Linked DNA regions of Anser cygnoides: region 1 is linked to region 2. A link is a contact called in public Hi-C data. All regions are on one chromosome and are shown on one strand. Each heading gives the region's core, a stretch centred on a gene start, on an enhancer-like site or on the middle of the called end of the contact. The rest is flanking DNA. Distances are from core to core; before and after follow the strand shown. Region 1 has its middle 65 kb from the start of PSMG1. Region 2 holds the start of ETS2 (ETS proto-oncogene 2, transcription factor).

Region 1 (6,728 bases), core at 2,113-4,612, 79 kb before region 2:
GCACCATTGCTTATTTTTAAAGACGCAGCTATGAGATGCTCAGCGAGGTGAGGCAGCAGGCCTTGCTAACACCAGCTGTAATGTTTTGAGGTACACATTGAAATTAGACATTGAAGTCAGCTAATGGGAACCACAGTGATGCTGAAAACCAGGTCAATCTGCCTGTTACAGTGAAGCCCACCAGTTCCAGTGGTGGATATAAAGGAAATCCAATGCTAGGGATGAGAAATACAGATTTTCCACTCTCCTCTTCCAGTTGGAGAAGCTTCTGGAGATCCTGGCCCCAGCAAATCCTTGGATGGTGAGGGTGAGATGTTGAGCAGCAGCTCAGCTCACCACTAACGCCTGGAGATAACAGGCCTTGAGAGTGCTGCCTATTTATCCCATCCTGTTTTAGGCTTGTTAACCAAGTCAACTTCAAAGGAAGTTTATAGCTATTCATTTGTGACATGGGCAAGCTGTAGGGTTTTGTTTGCACTCTGAGGAGCTGGTAATAAGAGGTACACAGTATTCAGAGCAGCTGCTTTTAAAAGCTGTTCACTTCTTTTCTGATGAAAGGGCAATCTAGGGTAACAGCCAAAATCCAAGGAAAGGGACAAGTTCCTGCAGAGTAAATGGTGGGATTTACAGCAGTATTGGGAGGCATCCTGTATGTAATAATGTCCCTGGGTAACAGGTTTAAATCAAAGAGTAAAGTGTGAGTCTGTTCCTAAAAATTATCTTCTGTAGTGTGGAAGAGAACACGGAGACTTAACTTGGTTAGCATGTATGCAGCCTGTACTTCACTCAGTGCTTAAGATAAGCATCAAGAAAATATCATAGATGTAATATAGCAACAACACTAGCATGCTTACCAGTCAGAGATTACATGACATAATTTGAAGACTATTGTGTTTAAGTAAGCTATAAAACAAAGAGAAAGCAACTAAGTAGTCCTGATAGGCAACCAAAACTCTAAGAAATAATAACACATTCAGTCTATTCAGCTTGCTAACTCACTGTCTATCAATTCTACCCACAGCCAGTACAAATTTAGTGTCTGTTCCCCACTCACCCACTCCCCTGCTGAGGGAAAATACAACAAAACTCACCTGCTGCACTTTCTAGCTGTTCTGAGCCAGGAGCTCAGCAGAGTGGCAATGAGCTGAACTGATGCCTAAATTAAGCTCTTACTGATGGACTGCAGATGTTACTGTTCCAGTCTCAAATGAAAGAGGTACTTGGGGGTTTGTCTTTTGGGGAAGTTAAATTAGAGTTGGTGTTTTTGGAATTTTTGTGTCCAGTTGTGGAGTGGTCTGGGCAATACAACATAAAAAGATATTTGAATACATATTCACTGAAGGGGAGACGGATGTATCTCTGTTTTTCTTCTGAACCTTTGTAAACTTAGTTTTATGGTTTCTTTTTCTCGAGTATGAGAATAGGCTTTTTCACTGAGTCCACTCAATGCAAGCTTGTTGAATAGCACTGCTCTACTCGTGTGTCTGAGACACAAATGGTTTGCTTTGTTGTTTCATTCTGCAGCTGAATCCCAGTATTTACCTTGCATTGCTGCTGAAGCAGAATATTGATGGGGTAACTTCTTCTTTGGAAAAAGCTCCATGCAATTTAAATGCTGGAAAAAAATAAATAAGGTATATCTGTGAGTTTTCAGAGCCTGAATAGTTATCCAACTGCAAGGTAGTGACCTTAGTAGGTTTCATTATCTGGCTGAGAAGTCATATAAAAAATAAAAAAAAAAAAAAGAAAAAAAAGATAAAATACCCTGCAGAAAACAAGTCTGACTTGAACATCTGGAGGATGAGGAGTAGAAAAATAAATGAAAGGGCCTGCTGTGTTCTGTGCCAGTAGGATTTGCAATCCAGAAAGAGATGCAAATGACTAAGGCTGAGTGATCTACTTTCTGTAAGCAATCAGCGTGACAGACTTAACCCCTTTTTTTGTTTGCAAATTATCCTGAAGTAAGTGCTGTTGCTTACAGATGTGTTTGCTATTTGCATACACTTTGTGAATAAACTTCTGCTTGTGCATTAGTCATGCCGTATTCAGCATGACTATTGCTTGAGTGTTTGTTGTTTATGGGGTGTGATTCACCAGACCTGCAAGGAGCTCTAAGGAGGGCTGCGTGAGCATTACTAGAAATATGTATATGAAAGCACATTCACAGATTGTAAGCATGTTTGTGATGCTTTTCATCTCCCTGCAAACAATCGTATTTCTGAAGAAAACTTTGTTTGTGCAAAAAAGGACCCTGCAATTAGGAACTTTTGGATTGGAAATGGCTGTTGGAAACTTCTTGAAGCCAATTACCTCTGTCTGAATCTCTCTGACAATGCCTTCTATTGAGCAAGCTGGCAAGTGGCCAGACAAGGGCAGAAGGGTGTGTATGACAGCGGGTACAACCTGGTAATATGCTTTGTATGTTTCTGTGTTGGCCCCCTGAGACAAATGCCTGGGCCTCCATCACAAGGTGCATCCGTCATTGTCCCCTGTTACTGCGGACGTGCCTTTAGCCTGAGCAATGCACTCGCCTGCTATGGTCTTGGTCTCCTGAGGGGTCTCTGCCCTTGCGGTTGCCGCAGCCCTGCCCTGCCCTGACCCTGGCATACAGGTTTTCAGGTGGCCTTGGTGTGGGCTGCAAGACGTGGGAAGTTTGGGGTCATACAGTGTCAGGCCTGTAGGCCCTTTCAGTATGAGTTCAATGAATATCCCAGGTCAAGCTATTGTTTGGTTTGCACTGCAAAAAGCCCCAGTGTCCACATATTGTGTCCACTGCTGGAAACCTGATATGACCAGAAAGCAGAACTGGGAACAGGAGGGAAAGGCTGAGAGTGGGGAAATGGCAGGAGCAGACTAGTACTGGTGAAGTGACATGGACACAGGCTGGCTCCGTGAAGCTCAGGGGTCCCGGGTCATTTAAGAGTTTAATGATTCCTTCAAAAAATATATTTTATATCAAATAAAAACTGTCTTTGCTCTCCAGATGCCTCCCTTCCCTGGCCTAATTTTCATTAAGAAAACATAATAAATTCTGCTTTTTTTGTTGTTGTTGTTTTGCTTTTTTTTTTTTTTTTTTTGAGGGGGGGTAGGGAGCAGGAGGGGTTAAGGGAAAAGGAAGAGAAGCTGAGGAAGATCCTTTCTTCTTCTTCAGTTTTAAAGCATGAAAAGACAAGAAAACAAAACACGTGGAAGGGGATTTGTCCTAGCCCCAGCAGTCCTCTTATCTTTCTTTTTCTGCTGACTTCCTGCTCTGAATGCTTTGGCAGCTTCAAGGGCAGCATCTAAACTTTGCAAACATGAAGGAATTCAAATGCAACCCTGGACGTCATCACATTTTCCAAGTTGGACATAAATCATGGTTTGTTATGGTTATTCTCTCGAGAGGCAGAGCATGTGCAAGTAGATAAGAGCCTGGAGGAAGGAGAGGCATAGGGTATCTTGGAAAAAAGGAAAGGCCATAGGAAAGACTTAATAAGAAGTGTTTTGACAGCGTCAATTGAGCTGAACAGCCATTGAGGAACTGGTGTGAGTTCTCATTGTTGTGGGGACGTTGCCCCACCTAATTTTAAGTACATTTGCTATGGAGCTGGCAGGGAACTCTCTCCCTTGCCATTCAGATTTTGTGTCACTGAAAGTGGGATTTTCCCGGTGAGGCAGTATTTTCCAGCCACAGCAGTGCACTGATTCATCAGCCAGATCCTCAGGTGATATAAATAGACACAGCTTCCGTCAGCCCCAGTGGTCTTGCACCGACTTACATCAGCACCAGAAACTTGGGGTGGAAAGTTCCCATCAGTTTGCCCAGTCTCTGTCCCTGCCACGGCCGGCTAGCCTCTTACTGTGCTAGAGCTGGGAAGAGTTACACAGCTATCCCAAGAGAAATGGGAAACTTGCTTTCTCTTAATGAGCTGCAGGCACATGTTAGTTTCCTTTCAGGAAGCTTTTTCTTATATCCATCCCATGTTTTCCTGTACTTAATCCTGCTTTGCTTTTAGTTTGACCCTGTTTTTCTCAGTTGCGGGTGGTGTTTGGATGTTTTGGGGTGGGATGTTCTGCTGGCCCTCTGTGACAGGACTGGGCACCCAGGGGGTCTGCCTCAGAGCTGCTCCAGAGGTCTGAGCCCTGGGTTTAGCTGTGGATTTAGCACTTTTAAATATTAATCTTTTTAACTGGGGAGTTGGCTGCTTGGCCGGTGGGAGGTTAACCTGAAGAACAGCTCCAGACAAGGACGTAATTATATTTATACCTTGGCTGCATTGTGTGGAATGCAAATGAGTGCTAAATGGCTGTAATTACCTACGCAGTGTGCAACGTGTCACTCCTATTTTACAACAACAGGACCGAGGCCAGCTGAGCATGGACCTGTTGCTTTGGCTGTCCTTGGGTTTCCAACAGCTTCCACCCTGCCACTCTTCTCTGCTTAGCCAGCATATTTCATAGCAGTAACACCCAATCACTATGTTAAATGGTGTTCAGAGGTGTTTTTACCTCCCCTGGCATGTTATTATTTACTCCGTTAGGATGCCACAGAATGAACAAGGTTGAACAACTGGTTAAAAGATGCTTGTTATATCCAGACATACTTAATGAGGTGTTTTTTTGCATCCCTATTATACTTTGGCCTCTAAGGAGAGGAGGGATATGTATAATTTGGCTGAACTTGTTTCTTCCCAATGAACGATGACATCAAAAATCTCTCTGAGTTCCAGAAATAAAGCACAGTGAGACTTGCTCTCTTTATGCCAGATTTGGCAAAAAAACATGCACACATATATATATATGGAGAGATCACTGGATTGCCAGCAGGGATTTGGTTCTGGGCAACCACAATTTATTGCAAGTGTAGCCAGCCTGTGACTAAGACACCTACACGTGGACCCTCAAGGACATCTCTTATGTTGAAGCTACATCAGTTGAGGTTTATGCTGGATAATGCAAATCCAAGGTTGTGGGTGGAAATGACCTGCAGAGGCTGCTGAGCCCCATGCAGCAGTTCCCATAGGGCATGCCCAGAGCTTCTGCAGGGCTCTGCTACCCTGACTGGTGAGCTCTGCCTGGTGTCTTGCCTTTGACTCTTATGGTTCTCAGCTACATGAAGTTTCCACTGTGTCTTGTCATCACCTGGGGCCTTGTCATCACCTGGGGCCTTGTCTCTCCCGTTCTCTGGACTCAGGGAAATGTGGGTCTGTGGTGAGCAGGAGCTCCTAAGCCCTGGCATTAGCAGAAGAATATGGGCAACTGATTTCCCTCTGGAAAGGAGGGGAGGGCCAAGGGGAGAAGGTGGCAAGAAACTCACAAGACACTTTCTTGCAGGTGTCTGCTGAGAAGGTGTTAGTCTCTGGGATGTGCAGGTTTCCCTGTGCTTATCTGTGTGCCACTCTGACTCCTCTGTTTTGCTTGAATACTATTTTTCTCTATTGGACTTTTTTTCCACATAGAGAATGCAGCAGTTCTGTTAGATGGGGCTTTGTCAAGTAGCTCATGCCCTTTCATAGGACTTTCAGAGGGCTGGAGCACCTCTCCTATGAAGAAAAGCTGAGAGAGCTGGGAATGTTCAGCCTAGAGAAGAGAGGTCTCCGGGGAGATCTCATTGTGACCTTTCAATATTTAAAGGCCACCTACATCTCCATCTTATAAAAAAGATGGGGAGTGGCTCTTTACTCCAGTAGATAATCATAGGACAAGATGGAATGGTCTTAAACTAAAAGAAGATAGATCTAGACTAGACATTAGGAGGAAATTCTTCACAGTGAGGACGGTGAGGCACTTGACCAGGCTGCCCAGAGAAGCTGCGGGTGCCCCATCCCTGGAGGTGCTCAAGGCCAGGCTGGATGGGGCTTTGGGCAGCCTGGTCTGGTGGGAGGTGTCCCTGCCCATGGCAGGGGACTTGGATGATCTTTGCCTGCTGAGCTCCCTCCATTAAACATGTTCAGGTTGCCCCACACCAGCCATGGGGGTTTCCTTGGCCAATTTTTTCTCATCTCAGAGGAGGAGGAGGACAGGGAGGAAGAGAGGTTCAGTAGGTGGCAGTCTGCCCTCCGACTATCAGTAGAAACATGGGCAAGCGGGTTTGTGAAGGGGCTTGGGAGGGGCTTTTCACAAGTCCCAGGGCCAGGTGCCCAACTCTCACATCGTTCGGGGAGTCACGGAGCAGACGGTGCTGTTTGCAGGGTGCAGAAGCAGGTGACCGGCTGCACAGGGGTCCAGACTTGATGCTCTTTGCACCATGGCATGTTTCTAGATCATGTGTTTGTGGGAGAAAGCTCAAACTGATGGCCACAATATGCCTGCAGAATTAAACTGAATTATCAGAATAGCATTAAGTTTTACAAAACTCAACACTTGAGCTGTGGGTCATGGTTTTTGTGTTATTACAGCATATTTTTCCTGTGTTTTGGAGCTGGCAGATCTGTCAACATTAGTCCTCGCTGTAGTCCAACTGGTTGCGTTGCTGCTTCCAAACTTTCTTGTTGCCTAAATTCCTGTTATTGCAATTGGATCGCCTTCTCATTTGGCTCTGCACCGCTGTGTGGGGTGGCTGTGCTGTGTAAAGGCTGTCAGGCCTGATTCCCATCCACACTCTGGCAGCAGGCGCCTTCCCACCCACTCGGGGGTCCTTTTACTTTGCTGGAGCACTTTGTCTCTGTGAAAGATGGATCCTGGAGGCAGTCTTCACCATCTTATGAGGCTGTATGCTCTCCGGTCCCAAATCTGCTTGTGGAGCATTC
Region 2 (6,528 bases), core at 324-2,823:
GAGCCCTACAAACAGGATTTCTGACAATTCCAGGTGCAGTCCTGGCCTCTGCATTAATTCTGTTGGGAACCTTCCCACTGATTAAAAGGTTTCCATCCTTCCCAGCTTTTTGTTTGTTTTTTTCGGACACACTTACAGCACTAAGACAGAGGGTTGACAAGAAGCCTTCATTACTTGGCGTTGCTCATTAACCCAACTCGTTGCATTTCCATGGCCTTCCCTGTGCGCTACGCACCTTGTGAAAAAGAGACATCGGAGCTTTGGTCTAACAACACAGGCAGATCCTACCACGTTTTGTAATGCTCTAACCAAATCTCTCAGGCTGTTACAGGTTCCTAGAGCCTTTGCTTACCACACATCAGTTTCCTACCCTGCAGCATGACCACCTTCCAGCACGAGACCTGCAACAAGCTATCAGGATCGACAAGGCAGCATAGCTTCTCACGATGAAAGGGTTAAAGCCTTTTTTTTTTTTCCACTGGACTCCAAAAGCTGCTGTTTGAGTCCAGAAAAGACACTAGGGCATGATGTGCCTGGGCCTCACTTCCAGCTCCTCCGCCGCCGCCGCTGACTGCGACTTGCCAGCTATAATTGGTTTAACTGGCAGGACACCTTCAACACCCCCGCAGAGCCGAGCGGGTGAACCAGAACAGGGTCAACAGGATCAGGCACTTATTAACTAATACTCCTGAATTCTGATCAACTTCTCTTCAGCAATAACCGGGTGCTCGCCCACAGCCCGAGCGGGCTGGGAACCCATCCACCAGGCGACCTAAGCCATGCTAGTGCCTGCAGTGAGAGAACCTCCACGGCTTTTTCTTCTTAAAAACAAAGAAAAAAAGAAACAAACAACCCCAAACCAAGCAAACAGAACCCTACAAACAAACAAACAAAAGGAGTAACCGGGCTCCTGTCAGCAGGATCTCGTTTCCCACCTATGCCCAACCCCCTACAGCTGCCGGGGGGAGCCCCCCTTTGGCACCCAAACTCAGACAGGGGAAATTCACCCGACCCGGCGTTTTTGGGGTCCCTTTCGAACACCCTCTGCCCGTTAACCCCTTCCTGCCCGCCTTGCCCCGGCCAAGCCCCCTCCCCCGCCGCGGGCGGCGCCGGCCGCCATCACCCCCCCCGGGTCCGGGCTGGGGGCGATGCCCGGAGCCCCCCCCCCCGGGCTCGGGGTTCCCCCGGGATGCCCCCCGCTCACCTGGCCCCCGAGCGCGGAGCTCGCCTGCTCCTCGGCTAGCCCCCTTCCCGGCAGCAGCAGGGTCCAAAAAAATTAAAATATAAAAAAAAAATAAAATTAAAAAAAAAAAAAAAAAGGAAAAGAAGGCGCGCTGCCTCTCCCCGGGAGCCAAAATATCCTCGATGGGGCAGAGCCGGCCAACAACAACAGCAGCGAAGAAGGAGGAGGCGGCGGCGGCGGCAGCGCCGGCTCGATCCCAGCGGAGAGTCCCGGAGGAGGAGGAAGGGGGCGGGAGGAAGGAGGAGGGAGGCGGGCGGCTGCGTGGGCGCTGCCGGGCCGAGCCGAGCCGAGCCGAGCCGGGCGGAGGCGCCGCTCGGAGCCGTGTGCGCTGCGCTGTGCCGCGCCGCCCGCCCTGCCCGGCGCTCTTCAGCGGGCAGGGGGCGGTGGCGGCCGGGGGACCGCCCCCCGGAACCCGGCCCCTTCGGCAGCGGGGCGGCGGGGAGCGGGGCGGAGGCCGCGGGAGGAGCGGGGTAGCCCGCTGTGCCCTGGTTTTGGGGGTCCGGGGGGTGCCATGGGTGGCTGTGCTGGCTGGGGGACTGTGGGAGGGGACCCCCACAGTTTGGGGAAGGGAAAAAAGGCAGTTTGGGGTCATTCCAGAAACACATTACCCCCCCCCCCCCGCCGCCCCGTCTGATCTATACACCATTTAACTCATCAGGGACATTTTCCATGCTTAATTAACGCCCGGCCTCAAGAATGCTAAGATAGGAGAATCAACACCGACGTGCCCAGTGACCTCCCCTGCCCAAGTGAGACCCTGGGCCCAGGGAGGGCAGCAGCCCCCGTGCATCCACCCTCGCTTCCACCCTTTCCTCCTCTTGGTTTCTGGTGACCCTCAAGGGAGCTGAACTGCCTTTAAAATGCTGTTCTTCAAGCTTGCTGTGACACGCTGCTTCATTTAAGCTAACTCCAATCTCAAATTAACACTTGTGTCGTATGGCTGTAGCTTCTCTTGGAACAGGAGCCCCCAGTAGCTGCCACCCCTCGGTTCCTCACCAGATTTCAAATGACCCTTTGCCACGTGCCGAAGCTGTGGTTATTCGTACCGACAGAAAGCTACAGTGCCTTTGGCTGGTGGTGGTGCAGTTGTCGGGGCCACCTCCTTCGATGCTCTCCAGCTATTTCTGGCCGCAGCAAAGGCCAGACCATGCCACTTGTTGCCTCAGAGTAAGATTTTTCTGGTATTTCTTTCAAACTCTTCAGAATACCTCCTCCTCTCCCTAGGAAAGTGGCTGTTACTTGTTTCCTTACGGCCAAATGTCACCAGGCAAGTTGTGACAGCACACGTTGAGACTGGAAGAAAAGTCTTGATTATGCCAGTGACATTTCTCACTTCGGGAGAGTCCTGATCTAATAAGGCAACATCTGTTAGAATCCTAAGGGAAACCATTAAAAACTGTATGTCAGCTGGATAGCAGTTTTAATTATAACACTGACAAAAACAATTGTGCCACCCTTTATACAGGGGAAACATCTGCCAAAAAGATAAGATGAAAGGCTGGGAGTTATTTATTTCTTGCTAAATTGATGTGCTGGAATCTGGAGCAAAATGATTAAGTTGGCTGTATTTTCCGCTATTTAAAATCTTATTTTAAAAGTGATTCTTATCATATACATATATTTAATTTCATCAACACTTATTGCTGGTATAAAATTCACTGTTGCTCCTTTACAAATGGTACTCGCTCAGTACGCTTGAGTGCATGATATATATCAAAATTGATATATATTTTATAAAATGGACCTGATCAACCCAAATGAACAGTGAGGGTAGCCCTGCTTGTGTCAAGGACACTAAGAGCTACTTTCCGACCTGGATTATTCTATAAGTCTGCGTTCCCTCTGTACTACTCATTGTCAGAGACTAAAAGCTAGAGAGAGAAAGAAAAAATAGTTTTTGTTTTGGTTGAAAATGCTTCTGTATTGTACAAGTGTGTTTTGTTTTATTTTAGGAAGCGTCCATCTGCCTCACAATTGCTTTAGCCCTTATCTGTGTTTTTTTGCACGTGTGTTGGTATACAGAGAGATAAAAGGAGGAGCTGTGTATAACCTGATGAATAATCATGGCGTCAGCACCAAGCTGTAAACGTTGGACATTTTTTGTTGTGGACCCACTAGTGCTTTCTGGTTTTTTAGGGTGAGGGAGAACTAGCTCCAGTACTCAGGGTTGAAGTGGCTAGAAAGACAAAAAGAAAGCACAGAGATAAAGATAATAATAATAATAAATATTTGCATAATCACTGTACTAGGATTCTGTGGTAGTCCAGATAACATTTTTTTCTTTTCAGTCCTTGTTGTTTATAACTTTCTTGTTTTAAAGAGGACCCACGCTGCAAGTAGGTTGTTTATGTTTGTTTGGTTTTGGTCTTTTTTTTTTTTTTCCTTTTTTCCTTCCTCTGCAATAGTATCTCAGAAATATGCCAAAAAGCGACCCTCTTGTAGTGCAGTGAATTAAGGTGAAGGAACTTTTCGCATTTGTTACAGTATTCAAGTACATGACGTTTTGTGCTGAAAGCAATGGATGGTTGTCCGAGGGGATAATTTGGCCCCAGATTTCTGACCTGAGCAGCCGCAATGCTAATTTGCAGGTTCACTGGAGGAGAGGAGGAACAGCTGAGTGCTGGGGCATCCCAGGGATGTATTCTCGCCCGTGCCAAAACAGAGGGGGAATAAGATCCTAAAAATGTAGAGGTTTAAAGCACAAAGAGGGAATGAGAGGCAGCAGGTATGTGGCAGAGCTGCATTGCAGCCAGAGCTCCAGCGAAGGTATGACTTACTTCTCCAGAATTTCTCTTGCGACACTGAGAGGACACTCAGGAGTGAAAACCCTGTTGTGCTTTCAAAGTATGCGCTGAGCACTCATCTGCATGTTGGCTCAGCTCCCCTGCCCATGTGTGTTTGGGGCATGCGTGGCCCTCCTCCTCATCCTTCTCCTCCTCCTTTTTCTCCTCCTCCTCCTCTTCTTGGCGAATGCCTGGGATCACAGGGTGACCAAAACAGGGTTCAGCACCTGGCCACCCTGTCCCTCTGGGTAGGGTAAACAAACACCCTGGTCATGCATTGATGAAAGGAGGCTGCCTGCTCGTGCCCCCCAAAGACAATTAACAATGAAATGCCGGCAGGGAGCATCTGTAAGATCACAGCGTAAAGGGTCTCGGGAAGTGACAGCTTTGGAAAGTAGAGACCTGGTTATCTTGGACTTCAAACAACACGCTGTTATGGTTGAAACAAAGGATGAAACTCGTTGGCCCCATGGTTCAAATACAGCTAAACCAAAATATTTATACAGGGCTGGGGAAAGGGCGGTATCAAGAAGTCTTTATATACGTAATATATTCTTCACTTGGTGAGGAAGAAGCTGTTAAAATAAAACACCACCAACTATCCCCAACGAAAAGCTCTCCCCACAGTACATGGTGAACAAAATATGACCAAGATCATTTCTGCGAAGGCATCTCCGTGAGTCATAAAGTATGGCAAGTTATTCATGTGTGTCATTATTCTTAGCACATGCAAACCAACACTAGTAATTACCACAGAGAGAAAAAAATACTATGTCAAAGTTCTGCCAGCATGTTTGAACAGTAACAAAAATCACTGCATTTCATCTGTGTTGCATAAAGCTGAAGGAAATTAAGTAAGCTGTCAGCCCCACCATGTATAAAAATGCAAGGTTCTTCTGCTTCTAATTTTTTCAACTAGTGAAAATGTTAGAGGCGTGCTTCAGGTAATGTTGCCAGTGGACAGAGAGATGCCTAACACATGAACTGTATGATGGTGGATCATATGACAGAAAAAAATAAACCTTTACCCTTCATACTAAAGCAGAAGATCAGTCATTAAACTAGCTAGTGCTTAAGGGATTGCTCATACCATTTTGGGTGTATTTAATTCATTTCATCCAGTTTGAGGCATAAAATAAAAAGCACATGTTAATATTTTAAGGCCAAGTGTATTCAGAAACTGACGAGCTTAATAATTGTTTTTGGATGACTGTGCTCAAAAAAATACACTTTAATGTCCTTTAGCAACAGAGCTTTTTCTTTTATTCCCTGCATTTTATGTACTGCTGGTTTCATTTAAAAATTACCCTGCTTGTGCACAGGTTTACGATCCTCTTGTTCAGCTCATGAATAACTGTGATGTGACCTTCATCACCAGGTGTGCTCTCCCGTCTGGGTAGGCAGAGGCACACTCCTCTTACCAGTTAGAGCAGTCCTGCGTGTTGCAGTTGGCGCAGTTCCCCTCTTCTCCTCCCCGTCGTGAAAAAACATCAAGAGTTTTGCATCTTCCTCTGTGGCTGTAAAAGCTGAATGCTAGCACTTGATAAGTTGTCACAAGCATTTAAAAAACTTAAGTACTAGGTTTATTGATAATGATGTTTACAGTATGGGATGGGAGGGACCATTACTAGGAAGCCTGTTTTATGTTGCCTATTACTTTATTTATTATTCTCAACCTACTTTCCCACCCCTACCTTCCAGAGCAAATTCCCTTTTTGCACAGTTGGCTTTTTCATACCATTGACTTACGTTTGTGCAGTGAGAGTACAAGTCAGGAGCAAGGTGGTGGCAGAACCTGTGGAACAAAAATGAACACGGGGTCATGTCTAATTGTTTGTTTCTTTCTGACAAGGAAACGCTGTGATTTCATCCACGTGTCCTCTTGCTGCACATTTAGTGCCTGTGCACACCCTTACATAAAGAGCAGTGGTGAGTCTTGTTGTGGTCAGTGAATAAGAGAGATATCTCTGTTTACACAATATTTTGAAATTTGTGGAACTGAACCTGGATGGTACTACATGCTGGGACCTATAGGATATGTGGTTTTCAGTACCAGGACTGTGGGAGAAGCTGCTGGCCTCTTCTTTGACCTCAGCAAAAATTCAGGCACAGACGGCTGTAGCGGGGTCATCCAGCTGCCTCTGTGTTGAGGACATCAGCCTGAGGCTTCTAGGGAGAAAATTACCTACTGAGTGGCCTTGCCTAGCTTAACATCTGTGCAAAACCTGTATCCCATTTTAATGCTCTGCACTTCTGTTGGAAGATGGTTCAGGCCGTCTCTCAAGGGATTTAACCCAAATCTCACAGAATTAGGAAAAGGAAAGGCAGTACCAGCTTTAGCCATTATTCATTGTTGTGTCCCTCAGTGCATACGCTTGGGAAGCTGCCCGCCTTTGACTAGCAGACATCTTCACTGTGAAGCACTGCGCTGTCTTAGCCAAGTTGGCTGCCTTTTTGCTTTTACTTCCCCAGGGGCACAATGTCATATTAGTCATTTTTATA

What was found. A called contact is a pair of places that touch in the nucleus more often than the background predicts.
Region 1: a Hi-C map of granulosa cells shows a contact between it and region 2, with 1.6 times the contacts expected there. The contact joins the enhancer-like site here to the promoter of ETS2 in region 2. A contact is called at or near these places in 3 of 7 Hi-C or Micro-C datasets (granulosa cells and liver).

Annotation. Positions count from the first base shown.
Region 1 is chr1:116,001,290-116,008,017 of Taihu_goose_T2T_genome, reverse strand. No RefSeq gene overlaps it. Among named protein-coding and RNA genes, the nearest start is that of PSMG1, 65 kb to the left of the region's middle. Within about 2 kb of position 3,362, at least 1 of the 3 cell types and tissues checked has open chromatin away from gene starts, as enhancers often do.
Region 2 is chr1:115,920,553-115,927,080 of Taihu_goose_T2T_genome, reverse strand. It overlaps ETS2 (ETS proto-oncogene 2, transcription factor), which reads right to left and starts at 1,573. Exons shown (of 10, transcript XM_048071484.2): 1 at 1,205-1,573.